Regions from separate parts of the Hordeum vulgare genome. Here region 2 is linked to region 1. The links are chromatin contacts, called in public Hi-C maps. All regions are on one chromosome and are shown on one strand. The core of a region is the stretch at or near the end of the contact, and the rest is flanking DNA. Distances in the headings are between cores, read along the strand shown. Region 1 has its middle 75 kb from the start of LOC123411592. Region 2 holds the start of LOC123410702 (bidirectional sugar transporter SWEET15-like).

Region 1 (3,021 bases), core at 263-2,762:
TTCGAATATCAGTTAAGCGCATATGTAATAAGACAGGTCTCAACATTTCAACAAAGCACTCAAGATCCTCATCATCCTTCTTCTTGGATGGTTTATGAGGAAAGGGCATGGGTTTCTGAAGCCATGGTTCTCCTTCTCTACCATGCTTCCTAGCAACAAAATCTCTTTTATAATATCTCTTATTCCTAGGTTGTGGGTTATCAAGATCAACAACAGGTTCAAACTCCACATGATTGTCATTATTAGGCAGAGCATCGGCATGAACATCATCATTAACATTATCACTAGGTTCATGTTCATTACCAGATTCTATATCAGCTTCAGAAATAGAGATATCATTTGGGTTTTCATGTGACACTACAATAGGTTCACTAGCAGCATGCAAAGTCCCATCGTCATTCTTTTTTCCTCTTATTAGAAGGACTAGGTGCATATTTTAAAATACATACATATTTCATATGTGTGCATAATTTTTGAAAAAGGGAACATTTGTTTTGAAATATTTGAACAACTTTTGAAAAACTGGAACAGTTTTTTGAAATCCTTGAACAATATATCATTGAACATTTTTTAATTCGTGAACAAAATTGTGAAATGCAGATATTTTTTGAAATTCCAATCTTCTCCTAATTATCGTACTTTTTTTGAAAATAAGCGAACAAATTTCTTATTTATAAAGATTTTGGGAAATTCTGAAGAATTTTTGAAAACATAGGTTTGATTCAAAAATGCGAACATTATTTAGAAAATTCGAACATTTTAAAATTCCAGAACATTTGTTGAAAACAGAAACTAATTTTGAAAAAGGAAGAAAAAATAAAATGTGACAAAATAAACATAAGAAAGAAAAAGAAAAGCAGGAGCTTTTTTTGAAAATCATGCAGATTTCTTGAATCATGAATACTTTTCCAAATTGCAAATCCAAATTTGGAGACACGAACATATTTTGAAACTCCTCAAGAAAATTTGAAAACACAAACATTTTTGGAAAATTGTGAACAATTTACAAGACAGCGACATGTTTTGAAATTCTGGAAAGAATGAAAACAAGAACATATTTTGTGATTTTCAAACAAATTTTAAACGGAATTTTTTAGTGCCTGAACATTTTTCGAAGGGATATAAAATTTATGACCAAAGGCATTCGCATTTTTTTTAAATAATAACATTTTGTAAAATTTTAGATTTTTTATTAAAACCGCAAACAATTTTTGACGGTATGAATAATTTTTGAAAACCAATATTACTTGAAATTTAGAAAAAATAAATAAAATCGAATATTCAAAATTTTAGAACAATTTTCAAACATGAACCTAGTTTCTAAAATAGAAAATAACTTTAGAAAATAAAATGGAAAATAAGAGACAGAAAACAAAAAAAAATGAAATGGAACAACGAAAAAACAGAAAGAAAGGGCAAACCTGCAAAATGGGCCGGCCATCTCATCAGTTGGTTGCTTGCCTGTATGCGAAGCCTGGCCATGTGACGCGAAGAGCGTCAAAGAATATCATACACGCTAAGTGAAGTGGGCTGGGCCAAAGCAGCCTCTATCGTCTGGTGTTGGTAAGGTTCTAGAATCTTGTCGAACCAATTTTTTTATTGTTTTCACCTACTTCCATTTTACCTTTCTTTTGTAATTTACTTATTATTTTTATGTTTAGTTTATATTTTCTTTTCCTTATTTTCAAGAATTTTCTTACCAATTCGTGAACATTTTTAGAAACTTATAATCACTTTCCTTCACGAAATTAAAAAAAAATTCTTCAGTAGAAAAACAATTGTAAACCAAATTCAAAAATTGTTCAATAAATTTTCCGTCATATTCAATAACTTTTTATTAAATTATAAACTCAAAAAAATTAATCAAAATTTTAAAATGTGCATGATATTAAACTATTCATGTAATTACAAAATGTTTATCATATTCAAAAATTGTTCATCCTTTTCAAAAAAAATTCCCAAATTCATTTTTTCATGCAATTTATAAAATTTAAAATTTGTTCATGAAATACATAATATGTTTATCACTATTCAAAAAAATCATCAAAAAATCAAAAAATTTAAGCTCAAATGTATAATTGAGACAGAAACATATGGATTCCAATGGTTGGGGATCATATATTTATAGATAGATTCAAGTGTGATAACATACCCCTTTCCTAGCACCCTATAGATGTGATTTGCTAAGTGGGTCCTACTTAGTTGGTCAAACTAGTGGGAGTGAGACAAGTTGTACAAGTTCTCATGCTCGAGATCCCCGTATTGGTAAAATGATTGGTGTTGGCTTCAAACTCCTTGCTGACAGATGTATCGATACAAGGAATAATGCATGAAAGACTATATGACTAGCTCTTATACAAGTTTGTGGTAAAGCACTACTTGCGTAAAGTACCCCGCTCGCTCTCCTGCTCATTCAAAGTATTCCACTTCATAGGATCACAGTAAATAAGTTTGCTCCTTATCGTTTCGTCCTAGCCATGAGAGCAATACTATGTGTAATAACACAATGAACTTATCATACAGGGAACCTTACCCCAAACCAAGATAGGTGAACAAATAGAGCATACTAGGGCGCGTCGAGAGAACCATGTTGAAGGACCTCAACAAAATGACCACGTAACTTCAGGGAAAGCACAAAAAATTTAAAAAATATTCATTTTTTTGAAATCATCAACTTATTTTAGTTTTTAAAAAAATAGTAGGCTATCTCGTTTTCCTGGGCCGACCCAAGTTCGTGCATGGAAACCAGGGTGTGCCCCTTACCTCGCTTTCCGCTACGTACAATACTGACAAGAGACTTTGTGCTGCCGACCAATCCTAGTTGCCGCTCTCAAGCGGCAAATAGTGGTGGCTTCACTGTGAGAGCATTTTTAACGACGCACAGTCGGGCTGCCCTATGTCGGGTAGGCTATTTCTTTGTTTCTTTTTTTAATGCTTTGTTTTCCTTTCATTCTTTTCAATTTTTTCTTTCATAATTTTTGAATTTTTAACGAATGTTTTGAATAACAAATTTTGTTTGAT
Region 2 (2,944 bases), core at 221-2,720, 210 kb before region 1:
TGGTGGGTGTAGCCATGCTTCATGTCCCCGTCCGCACCTTCCCATCGAGAGGTGATTCGAGATCCAGAGAGACTTCTCTCTCTCTCTCTCTCTTGTAAATCGATTCATCATTCATTAAAATTGTCAACAAAATTCTACTACATGCAATACTGCATCGGACAAACAGTTTAGTTGTTTCGAGAAACTCGGTATGTCAGCCTAGTATATGTGCTTTGAATTGAAATGGAACTTTGAAGCAGTCTGAACCCGGCGTTTCCTGCGCGCGCGCGCGCACACACACACTAAAAAAACCCGAACTCTACTAGCAGTACGTGGAACGAGAGCTACCGTCGAGTAGTTGGTGTTCGATTCCGTCAAAAGACGTTCAATCTAGTCCAGCACAGGAGACACGAATTGACCTCGCCGTACGTACGTCCAATGATTGCCGATCGAGGAGAGAAAGAGAGACCGACCCAGAGAGAGGTGTGTGGGAACAGGAGAGACGCGTGACACAATAACCGGTTGGGTGGCTGGTTTATTTACGCATCATGATGATACTCCCGATTAGCACCGCCAATTGTTTCGCCGAACATAATTAGCGGTGGTGTTAACGTGTGGTCTAGGGGAAATTAAGATCGGGCCCCGATCACCCGGGAGCCCGGTGCGGCACGCAGCCAGCTACATCACACACTCGCAATCACGCCTTACCTATTGCGCTCCCAAACCCGGACACGTTCTTTGCGCTCGCATGCACCGCGCAACTGGCCGCCACGCCGAACGCGTTCCCGCCTTCGCCTTCGCCTCCGCCTTTCCCTCCCCCCCGCCGCCGCAGCTGAAAAGCAAAAGATCGGTCGATGCATCCATCCATCGACGCGAGGCTCTGGCTGCGGTGCATCATGGGCCGGCCGTTACAAAGGGAGAGAAGAAAAGGCGACGACGACGACGACAATGAGGAGGAGTAGCGTAGGCGGCCGTGGTGCGTACGTGAGCGCGGCGAACAGCTGGGTAGTGGGGGAATGTTACGAGCAGACGGCCAGGAAACGCTCGCTCGCGAGCCGTGCGCCGGAAGTCAGTGCGTCCCAGGGGTTGGCGTCTGGCATGTCACGGGGCGTTACGCACCATTAATTGGCCGAGGCCAGCTTGGTTTCTTGGCGTGAGAGAATGTGTATGTGTGTATGAGCCGGGGGCAAGCTCGACCGCACCGCGCGCCAGGCGCTGGCCAGCTGCAGGGAGCGTACGTACGCGCGCTGGGCCGCTCGGTCGTTACACGTAGCCACGCAATCATGGACCGGTCGACCCCGGCTAGGCGGGCCACGCAACCGCAACCGCAACCCTTCTCGCCCTAGCCCTCGCCATCTCTGCTATATATACGGGGTCTGCCGCAGTCGAGGATCTCCAAGAGCCCGACGCAGCTGAGCTTCCACAGCTCCCTCCCTCTCCTCGGCCTATCTATCTATCTATCTATCCCACCGAGCAAAGAGGAGAAGGGGTAGCAAATCTACTACTACTATCAGTACCTTGTTTGTGTGCTTGCTTGGGGATCGAGAAGCTGGTACCATGGCTTTCCTCAACATGGAGCAGCACACCTGGGCCTTCACCTTTGGCATCCTAGGTACATACACTACACACATTCATCCATGATCCATCCATCCATGGATCCGTATCCTACATTCTATATATGTGCAAGTGCTTCTGCTTCTTCTGTCCTTTTTGGAAGGATGATCCATCACTGGTTCCGGCTTGCTTGCTTACACGGGTTGGATCAATGATCTGATCTTTGTGCGCCTTCTTCAATCCCTTTCGTTGAGCTAAGCCACCGTTTCTGTTCCGAATAAATGGAACGGCCAAACCAAGCTTTTACGCTCTAATCAAGTGGTTACATCCCAACAAAGAAAGGGAACCAGCATGCTTGCTGTGTGTACGTTCACGGAGACAAACAAACGTACACACAACTGATTTTCTTTCCCTTTTTTTTTTCCTTCTTTCCTTTTTATCACCAGCCGGCATCCACCCTCCTTTTTTTTTTCTCCGTTTTTCGTGCGTTGGTTCACATAACTTATCATCATCTCCGTTCTTGGTTTTGCAGGCAACATCATCTCACTCATGGTCTTCCTTTCACCACTGTAAGCACCCTTAACTTTACTGTACTTCACTGTTCGGTCTTCAGAAAATACCACAGCCCTGCATACATCTGTGTAGATCCATGCATGTCCCATGTCATGTGTGTGTCTTTGTATATATTCAGACTAAAAATATATTTAATAATAACTAGGAAAAAGAAAGGACCACGGTACGTCGTACAACACACATGACACATGTCCATGAATACATGACTGACGGAAACGGTCACTGTCATCTACACTGTTCCAGATTTTTCGCTTATACCTGGAGACAACATACCGCTGAATATTGCTACATTATTTACTATATACTTATATTACCAGTAGAGTAAAAAGTGATGAAAGTCACTGTTAGGTAGGTGCGGTGCGGTGCAGTGCAGTGTACTTCACACATATCTCGGTTGTTAGTTAGTTTAGCTCCCCTGGTTACGTCAATGATTACTTACTTAATCTAGGTTGGTGCAAGTAAAAACAATTCTTATAGTAGCATGTTGGTTGATGCATGGTCATTAACTATCAGCTCTGATGGATGAATCTCTCATGCGTGCTTGCAGTCCGACGTTCTATCGCGTGTACCGCAAGAAGTCGACGGAGGGGTTCCAGTCGACGCCCTACCTCGTGACGCTCTTCAGCTGCTTGCTGTGGATGTACTACGCATTCCTCAAGTCCGGCTCCGAGCTCCTCCTCACCATCAATGGCGTCGGCTGCGTCATCGAGACCCTCTACATCGCCATGTACCTGGTCTACGCCCCCAAGAGCGCCAGGTTCCTCACCGCGAAGCTCTTCATCGGCCTCGACGTCGGGCTCTTCGGCATCATCGCCCTCGTCACCATGCTCGCCTCGGC

The links. Hi-C and Micro-C count contacts between places; a contact is called where the count stands out from the background.
Region 2: a contact with region 1 is called in a Hi-C map of leaf, with 2.7 times the contacts expected there. The contact joins the promoter of LOC123410702 here to the enhancer-like site in region 1. A contact is called at or near these places in 2 of 6 Hi-C or Micro-C datasets (leaf and seedling).

Annotation. Positions count from the first base shown.
Region 1 is chr7H:58,214,537-58,217,557 of MorexV3_pseudomolecules_assembly, reverse strand. No RefSeq gene overlaps it. Among protein-coding and RNA genes, the nearest start is that of LOC123411592, 75 kb to the right of the region's middle. Within about 2 kb of position 1,512, at least 2 of the 3 cell types and tissues checked have open chromatin away from gene starts, as enhancers often do. A contact at or near this core is called in leaf, where this site is marked.
Region 2 is chr7H:58,428,766-58,431,709 of MorexV3_pseudomolecules_assembly, reverse strand. It overlaps LOC123410702 (bidirectional sugar transporter SWEET15-like), which reads left to right and starts at 1,470. Exons shown (of 5, transcript XM_045103640.1): 1 at 1,470-1,492; 2 at 1,532-1,591; 3 at 2,066-2,102; 4 at 2,654-2,944. The coding sequence starts at 1,537.